Linked DNA regions of Columba livia: region 1 is linked to region 2. The links are chromatin contacts, called in public Hi-C maps. All regions are on one chromosome and are shown on one strand. Each heading gives the region's core, a stretch centred on a gene start, on an enhancer-like site or on the middle of the called end of the contact. The rest is flanking DNA. Distances are from core to core; before and after follow the strand shown.

The links. Hi-C and Micro-C count contacts between places; a contact is called where the count stands out from the background.
Region 1: a contact with region 2 is called in a Hi-C map of liver, with 2.5 times the contacts expected there. The contact joins the promoter of CAMKK1 here to the enhancer-like site in region 2. A contact is called at or near these places in 2 of 2 Hi-C or Micro-C datasets (crop and liver).

The regions. Positions count from the first base shown.
Region 1 is chr20:7,207,604-7,212,433 of bColLiv1.pat.W.v2, reverse strand. CAMKK1 (calcium/calmodulin dependent protein kinase kinase 1) reads left to right here and starts at 2,021. Exons shown (of 17, transcript XM_065037103.1): 1 at 2,021-2,165. It overlaps LOC110358500 (a long non-coding RNA gene), which reads right to left and starts at 1,907. Exons shown (of 2, transcript XR_002412961.2): 1 at 1,586-1,907; 2 at 1-1,269.
Region 2 is chr20:7,039,688-7,044,398 of bColLiv1.pat.W.v2, reverse strand. It overlaps RABEP1 (rabaptin, RAB GTPase binding effector protein 1), which reads right to left and starts at 133. Exons shown (of 17, transcript XM_065037099.1): 1 at 1-133. Within about 2 kb of position 3,443, at least 2 of the 3 cell types and tissues checked have an H3K27ac peak away from gene starts, as active enhancers do.

The DNA.
Region 1 (4,830 bases), core at 772-3,271, 170 kb before region 2:
GAAGTACAAAACTGGACTGAATGATTTTTAAGGACCTGAAACCACAGAAACACTCAAAATTACACACACACACACAAAAAACCAACCCACAACATCAAAAGGGACCGATAAATTGCCAATAATAAAAATTAGAAAACACATTTGTTAGTCATGCTAAAATACGGCAGGCTCTGCTACCCTCCTGCTGGTTCCTGTCACCAGCTGTTGCCCTTCTCTGCCCCCAGGTTTGCTGTTCATGGAGGATCTTTGCTGGATTTGCTCTTTGATGAACTGAAAGAGCAATTCTTTCTAGCGTTCTAACAGGGATCATTACACTGCATGTAACAATTCTTTAATATTCAAGTCTAGAACAAAAGAAGTGCCACATGTTTAGCTTGATGGTTAAAGAAGAAAAAAAAAGGTTTTGTTTTCTTCCTTGCAAAATAAATAAGGAGACAGAGTATACTGTGGTCATAAAATTGGATCCATTATTTTATTAGCCAATTTAAAGATTAACTATAGGCAAAGTTTTCAAGCAAAGTTCAAAACATTTCAGTGTGAAGTATTTTTGACTGAAAACTATCAAACAGAAGAGGCAAATATTTTAGGTGGAAGTGAAAGGGCATTAGCCCTGGGTAAACCTGTTGATCTGTAGTGAGCTGCTCAGCTGCCTACAAACAACCAGGGTGACAAAGCACATTTCTGCAGGAAATATAGACTTGAGTGGAGGTGGTAAATTGCATGAGGGCATGTCTGACTATAAGACTCATACCCACAGAGTGAGTAAGTAAAAAAGTTCCTGGTCTTTGCAAGGCTTACAAGATGACTTCACTGTTTTAGTGATTGGTGTCTCACTTCTCTAAACACAGTGACAACCTGAGCAGGGTTTTTTGGGATGAGAAACAAAGTTAGTAGTAAACCACAAGCTGCGTTATTAACATGTTGTTTTGAGGTACGAACCCCACATTAAGAGATGAATTTGTTCCCAAAGCAGAGGATTATTTGAGACCCACTGGAAGCAAGCGCAGGCATTCCTATCCACTTGATGTCACAGTGGGGAGAAGCAGCAGTCAGGGTTGAGTCAGGATGTGGATTTAATCCAATTCTTGCTCACCAGCTAAAGCCAAGATCTCCCAATGGGGACCCTGACCACGAGTGGGGTCACAGCAGAGCCCAACTTGCCCAGCCACAGTCGTCACAAAATCAACATCCTCAGGAATCCCACAGGAAACACTTCACAGCTGAGAGCGGGGCTGCCGTGGGAACCCCTCGACCCAGGGGCACAGTCAACTATGAGCCAAGCAGGCAAAAGAGAGCAGGGGGAAAAAAAGAAAAGCAAAAAATATGATTCATGAAAACATTTGGTATTTGGTTGTAGGAAATTAAACAAACAAACAAACAAATAAATTAAAAAAACCCAGGGTATTTGCTTGTAGGAATTCCTTGTGTGATAGCAGTGGAATTAGTTGCTCCATCATCCTCTCTATGAAGAAGTTTCCTCTCATATTTAAGTGGAACCTCTTGTGTTCCAGTTTGAACCCATTACCCCTTGTCCTATCACTGGTTGTCACCGAGAAGAGCCTGGCTCCATCCTCCTGACACTCACCCTTTATGTATTGATAACCATGAATGAGGTCTCCTCTTGTCCAGCTCCAGAGCCCCAGCTCCCTCAGCCTTTCCTCACACGGGAGATGCTCCACTCCCTTCAGCATCTTCGTTGCTCTGCGCTGGACCCTCTCCAGCAGTTCCCTGTCCTGCTGGAACTGAGGGGCCCAGAACCGGACACAACATTCCAGATGCGGTCTCAAGAGCCTGCCTGCAGCCCAGCTGTGCTTCAGGTCGGACACCCCACGGCCACACACCCCGGAAACACGAGGGTTTTCCTGCACCCCAGCTGTGCCCGGCCCGGCCGCCTCACCGCCCCCCCCCCCCCACGGCGCGGCCGCGACCAACGGCCGCCGCGCGAGCCCCGGGAAGGCGCGGCCGCCGCTAGCCAATGGGAGCGGGCGCGCGGGCGGGTATTTACACCCGGCGGGCAGGGGGCTCTAGGACCCAGCGCGGCCAATGGCGGGGGGGCAGGCTGGCGCGGGGGCGGCGCTGATAGAGCGCGCGGAGCCCGGGGAGTTTCTTCGCCGGGCGCTGCAAAATCGGCGGCGGCTTCGGAGCTCGGGCGGCGCCGGGCGCAGGTGAGCGCGGGGCGGCGGGTGCGTGCGTGTGCGCCCGGGGCGGGCTTCGCTCCGCTCCCCTCCGCGGCCGCGGGGCCATTGTCTCCTCCGGCCGAGCGCACCGGCTCGGCTTAGGCCGCGCTGCCCGCCCCGCGGGTCGCCCGCCTGCAGCCCTGCCCGGGGCGGCGGCGCCTCCCGGGCCGAGAACAGGTGCAGCGCGGCGGGGGACGCACGCGCGCGGGTTGTCTCCGCGGGCAGGTGAAGCGCTCCGGGTGTCGCAGGTACGGGTGCGCTCGGCCGGGCATCCCCGGGGCTGCGCTCGGCCGTGCGGGGTAGAGCCGGGGCTGTGCCGTGGTGCCGGGCGGCAGCAGCGCCAGCGCTCTCACCGAGCCCAAAAATTAATGAAGAAAAAAAAAAAAAATCTCTAAAAACTGGGTTTTTGAGCAGTTTACCCATCAAACCAGTCATTTCTCACCCTCTTTTTTGAGGTTTAGAGAGGGCAGAGGAGAAGGAGTGTGGTGAGCTTCTTGAAGGTTTGTCACTGCATCCTGATCCTTCTTGCTGCCCTCGGGGGTCAGGCTGAGCTCCTCGGAGTTTGGATTTTCTCTCGGGTCGGTGCTTAGGCTGTCGCTGTCTGAGCTGCTCTGTCCTGAGCACACACCTTGCAGCCAGGCTGGCGTGAAGAGCAGCTTATTTTCCCCTTTCTGCTCACCTTGGCTCTGAAGGAAAACAAGCTGCAGCTCTCAATGGCCTGTATGCTGTGAACAAGGGAAACTGCTGATCCTGCAGGGATGTCACATTCTTCAGCTGTTCTGATGAAGGTAAAATTACCTTGTTGTTGTAGCTTAATGGAAAAGGTTTTGTTTGATATGAAACTGTTGGTTTTTTATTTACAGTAGTCTATGGTTCCCAGTTAAGCTTACAGTGCTACTTCCCATAATGTGTTAATTTCCTCCCTGTGAGGCATCTCTGGCAGCTTCAATTTGTTCTGACGTTTGACATGGGATGACTTTGAAGTGTTGCTTTTAAAACTGGATAAGGCAAGCAGAGGGCTGTTATCTCGGTTGCTTGAAGAGAAAAACCAAAGCGAGCATGGAGAGGCCACGCTCCGACATGTCCCTGCGCATGGCGCAGTTTGCTGTGCAGCACCCTATGCTCGGGCTGGGGTGTGTGGTGTGAACAGGATTAATCTCCAGGCACAGCAATAAATCACTTTCCCGGGCTTGCTCCCTGAGCTCGTGCCTGGAGAAGGCCAGATCTTAGCAACCAGGAGCATAAGCACCAGCCTCTTATCATTCCAGCCAGGAGTTCAGGCATGTTATTGTTTGATACGGTGTGAGGCTGGGCTTTAAGTCACAGTAGGTGCTGAGCCACTGGGTCCTGATGGTTTTCCTTTTTGAGGCAAGCTGCATTCGCTGGCATGAAGTGCCTTCAATCTACAATTACCTCTGGCTATTTCTTCTCCTTGCTTTTGGAATGTGTCTTGCAGGTCGGAGTGGGATATGTGCGGGTGCTAATTCTCCCTGGGCAGCTCCCCAGAGCTGCTGATCCAGGCTCTACTGAAGCTGTGCTGCAAGGGGACCTCGGCTGTCCCAGTATTGCCCCAGAGAACAGTGAGGTGCCCCTGTTTGCTTCACACAGCCTGTTGCTGCTTTACTTCTGCCAGGGCTTTCAAAACCTGTGCAGCTGGGGGCACAGATGTCTGGTGCCCCCTAATTAGAGTGTTCATTAAGCCCTAAGTGTCTTTGCCTGATACAATTAATTGTCTTTGCACTAACGAGACTTTCAAGGCACAGCTTCTGCTGGGAAGGGTTTGGGGGATTTCTCTGCCTGTATGGGCTCTTTTGGGATGGCTGCAGTGGGAATCTCATCAGTGACTGTGGCAGAGGAGATATTTGGAAGGGCAGCGCTGCAGTGCTCTGTTTACTGGAGGAAGAAGCACTGTTTGGGTAGCAGTCACCACAAGTACTGATGTGGTTTAGACCTTGGCTGGGTTTGAAAAGGTGGCACTATGCTGAGCATGTCGCTCTGTACTTCAGCCACGGGTCTGCCTGCCAGAGCACAGCATCTCCTCTTGCTGGTGTTCATTCCCAGAAGGAACTGAAGGGTGTATTAACCCAGTCATTTGTGCCAGCTGCTCTTGAACTGTGGAAAGAACAGCCTGTGTGAAAGCTGAGTCTTCTGTGCAGTGTCAGTGCTGACCTTAGAAGAGCCTTTATAGGGTTATTGCTACCCAGCAGCAGGGGAAGGAGAAACTTCTTTTATAAGAGACATCAGGAAAAGGCTGAGAATGCTGGATGGCTTCTGGGGACTGTTAGCAGGGTGGTTTGGGTCTCCAGATGATATCTGCCTGGTTGAGGGGCAAAGAGGATAAATCCGATGCAAATTGGGGCCAAGCTCATGGAGGGGAAGGGATGCGTGTTGGTGGGGAGCTCAGTGTGAGGATGGTGTCTGTGTTGGAGTGGTGGAAGGCAGTTGTTTTGATAACGTGCAATCAATACGTGCAATTAACTCTGCCTTGGGAAGATGCTTGGAGAGAGCACACCCACTACTACCCTGAAGAGCAGGTGGATGCTGGGCAGGTGGAGTGTCCGTGGGTCTGCTCAGCAGCTCAAAGCTCCGAGAAGCACGGGGTTTGGGGGAGGCAGGCAGGCTCGGCCGATGCAGGAGATTGCAGTTGGCTGCA
Region 2 (4,711 bases), core at 2,194-4,693:
GCCTCCTCCGCCTCCAGCCGCGGCGTCGAAGCGGGAACCGCTACGCCAGGGGGCCCCGGCGAGAGACGGGAGCTGCCGGCCTGGGCCTCCGCCTCCTCCGCCTCATCCTGACAGCGGCGGCCGCCGGCGGGAGGAGGAGGAGCCGCCGCGCAGGCGCCCACGGTGAGACCACGGGACCGGCTGCCGCCACCGGCGCTGGGAGGGCCGGGGCAGGGCGGCTTTCCCCGGGTAGTCTGTGGCCGCCCGGCTCCATGCTGAGGAGCTTTGTCACCCAACGGCCGAGAGGGGAGGCAGGGGCGGCCCCGGCGGGAGCCGGGTTGAAGCCTCCGCCCGGGACGGGCAGGGCCGGGGCGGCAGCGGGATGGCGGAGGGGCTGGTGGGGCTGAAGGCGCCCCAGGGGGTTCCCGCCACTCCGGGTTCACCTTCATAATTAAAAATTTGAAAAGGTAGACTGAAATACTGAAATCCCTGAGGACTGGCACTTTCTCATGGAAGACGAAAAAAAAAAAAAGTCCACACAATTCCCTAGATATGCATAATTACGAATACATTGTTGCCCTTCTCTAACCCAGTGCTTTCCCAGGGAAACTCATCTGCTGTCTAAAAAACAGCAGATGGGGCCCGGTCGTGGGCCAGGCCACTGCCTGTCCCCTCAGCTCGGCCTGTCCCCTCAGCCCGGCCTGTCCCCTCAGTCTCCCCTGTCCCCTCAGCCTCGCCTATCACCTCCACCTGGCCTGCAGGCCCGTCAGGTCTCCTGGGCCGGGAAGTCATCCTCATGTCTGCTCTCAGTCTGGCCTAAAACTATAGTTAATGTTGTTCAGGGAGCTGGTATAAGTGACACCAACACAATCCTGTTCTGTATAATGCACAGAGTGAAGCAGGGGTGGGGAGGACGGGTGGCTGAAGGAGCCTGTCCAGCCATAGGTCTCTTCCCCACAAAAAGCCAGAATTTCGTGGTGCGTTGGTCTGTGTTGGTGGACAAGGGTATTCATTCATCCACCTAACTGGGAAATCTTATCTAAACTCCAAGTTTTTACCAATAAAAAAGTAGATTTATATCCTTTGAATGCATGTAAACTCACAGAAAGCAGAGTTGAAATGAAGAATAAGATACCAAGACCTTCAAGGGCAGAATCAGTTGCAACTTGTTTTTCTTATGGCTTGCATACCCTAAAAATCAGTCATTTTTAAACAGTGTCTCTCTTGGTGCCACAATTTTTCAGGCCTTGCTGTCAAAATATGTGGTATGGCAAGGCAGGGGATTCTGCATTTCATATTAAATTTTTGCTCAGTTAATCGAAATACAAACTTGAAATAGGGAGCCTTTGAAAATTATTCCTTTTCATTTTGATCGGTTGAGGTGAATCTTCACAGTCCTTGCTGTTATAAATAGCAGGATTAAACTAAAGATTTAACTTTTCAGTGTTCGCAGCTTGAGATATGTAGGGCTTGCTTTGGGTGTGTGGAGAACCCAGAACTGCTGATGGCTCACAGAATTGCAGGCTTAGTGACAAAGTGATCAAAGGACTAAGTATCTATCACTTGAGGTGCATTTCCAAATTTCTTAGCTCCTGCTTAGTCTCCTTAGAAGTAGCTGGACATTATGAGCATTCAACACATAAATCCTCTTGAATATCTACTCTTACACTGTGGGAACTGAGCTCTTGAAACTCTGTCCTCGTGTGTTCATATGGGTACCACCCGTATTAACAACTACTTTCATCTTGCTCATGTCAAGGCAAAACTCCCACACGTTTTGATCAGTCTGGGATCAAACCCTGATGCATCACTCCTGCTGCAAACAGAAAGTAAGATAATATTCAGCTTGATATCTGTTGTACCTACCAATACTTATTAAGGGGTGAATATCATAACCCTTCCATCACTTCCCTGGCCAAAATATTGACTATTGGAATGACATTTCAAAATCTTTATCAGAATTGCTGAGGTTAAATATTAAATGGGTTTTACACAGTGGTTTGAAGAATAGAGAAGCTCTAAAGGGGCTCGTACTTTGTTTTGGGTTTTTTCCTTATTGTTGTGCAATCTGATGCTGTACTGGCTTTATAGGTATGATTTTTATCTTCTTTTTCTGAACAGTAATTGAACTTGACAGATGCAAAGGTTTATGTAGAATCCAGTCAAAATATCTTGGAACCTGGAACAACTGGGCAACTTCTCTGTGCCCCCCCAAATGTCCCATTTAATTCCAAACACTTGTAGTTCTTAGAGCCTTCATCTCAAAGGATTTTCTAACATGACTCAGCTAAACATTAAAGGATATAAGCAAAGTTTAGTGGTAGTTTGCAGTCATAGGAATAGGTCTATTGCAGTGGCAGAACCATCAGAGACCAAAAATCCTGAATTCCAATCCGCGTGCTGTAAATGTGGTCGTATTAATGATCCACTGAAGCGTGGGTCAGCTCGAGAGAGCTGCAGGTGGGCAGAGACTGGAATAAGCTTCTACAGAAATAAGAACACTCCTGGAATCCCCTGCATTTTTATCAAACCTGTTTGGCCTAAAAGTCTAACATGAATGTTTTCAGCATCAGTACCACGAGCAGGAGACGCAAGTTAATGGAAGATGCAGCTTCCTGCTGTGTTAGTATAGGCTGGAGGAGCAGCTGTCACCTTGCACTCTGCCCGAAATTTAATCTTGCAGGCTTGCTGGAAAAGATAAGTTTGCAGCTTTTGTTTAAACAGTAACATCCAGTGACAAGCAGTAAGTGGCTGTCTGGAGACCAGGAGTAAACTTAGGGGGACTGTGGTTTTTTTGGTTGCAAAGAGCGTAGTGAAGTAATTTACATAACACATCTAGGAGAGAAGTATTTGCTTTTTGCCTGAGGAAAGTAGAATAAATAAGTAGCAAAAGAACTAATTAAATCTGTTTTCCTAATTGATCTGTCTTGTGGTTGACTGACTTCAGTGCTTATGAACGTTCAAGGTCCAAATGCAACTTTTCCTACATTTCTTTGAGCATGTAGAAAGTTTTTTCTTTGTGTGGCTTATGTTTTGTTGGTTTTGTGTGTTTGGTTTTTTCTTTAATTGGGGCACTTTAACCCCAAGTGAAGCATTTGTTTTCATTAGGCTTTGGAGAATGTAATGATCACTGTCTTTATCTGTGAAACGAGTCCCAGATCTGAGGTCTGGTTGAGTTACCCTGTCTATGCCCCAACTCCCCATCAGGACAAGACCCAATAACATACATTCTACTACCACTTGCAGCAAATTACTCAGCTTTGGGGGAAGTTACTGCACACTCCAGCAAGTCCTTCGATATGGATGATGAGGGGGCCAGGGCTGTGATCAGACCTATGAAGAGCATGATCACAAAGGCTTTGTATTCATAGGAAGCGAGACTAATAAAATACAGCACTAATTGGTTTAGTTTTGAATGGTACAGGATACTATTGTTGTATACGACAGCTAAACCGATTCTACAGAAACCAGAGTCTTTAAAAAGATAAACTAAAGTTCTGGACTTGCAAAGCCAAGTCTACATCTGGTGTGAATTCAGTGCAAACAGGCTGACGTGTGGGAAATGAGAAGCTGGCCTGTAGCACAGAATAAAAATGGAGATCAAAAAGACCCTCTGAAGTTGTGCTGTTTCCCATTTGTGTTGCTTTACTGGCCACAAAGAATTTTGATTTGCCATGTATGGTAGGAGTATGCAGTGAATTACAGGCCCTGCTCCCCTGTGTAGTTCATTTCATAAACCACCCACTGTTTAATTCAATTTATCCAAGAAAGCTGAGTAACAAGGTAGATTTGGGAAGTGGCTTTGTGGCTTGCCAAGACAAGACTCCACCGCACTTGTAGAGGAAGAAAATTGCAGAACTGGGGACCCTCTGCCTGAGCAAGCAGAACTCATTTCAAGTGCAACAGCTCATCTGTCCCACGTGATGCTACCTGTAGGTGTTACACAGTGAAGATTTTGGGCTGCTTCATTGGGCAAACCGTGAGATCACATGTTTGGTTTGAATGTGGAGATGTGACCCTGAAAAACTGTGTGTTCTTAACTCCAGGTGCAGCCCAGGGAAGCAGGAGTTGCACACATCTTTAAGGAGGCACTTCAGCTGATCACCACAGCAAACCCTGGGTTCGTTCAAAAGGCAAGTAAGAGACTTGTCCTTCTAGCAAAAGAGAAGAGGAAAAGCAGAATTTATTGCTTGCTTTTGGTTTGCCAGAGTTTGTCTGCTGTTTTTCTCACTTTTTTATTTGTTTAAAATGAAAAAGTGTTCAGAGTTTCCTAATGTTTAAACATTTATTTTCTTTTTGTTGAGATTGATGAGTCATTAGCATTAAGTATTAGTTCTGCAGATATAAGTGTTTGTAGGCTTTGGTCCTTTCTTTTTAATGGAAAGCTTTTGGAGAAAATTTACATTCATGTAAGCATTACCATAAAGAGGTTGGTTGAAAATCCCAAGCCAGTCATGCTCTTTGCTTCAAAAGTTATTCTGGAATGCAAGGAATTCGGTCTGGAACAATTACATTATTTGCAATGGTAACTTCTTAGCGAACCCTGAAATAGTTTATGTGGTTAAAAACCTTTTCAAGAGCAATTGAAAAATTATGTTATCCCATCTATTCTTTAAAGAATTCCATGTGGTACGGTTCTTTGAATATATGGGAAGCAAATGAAGCCAAAAATGAAAATCTGGCAGGCAAAAATCGAAGTGTTTGCATTGGCCCTGGACTTAGAAATATGCAC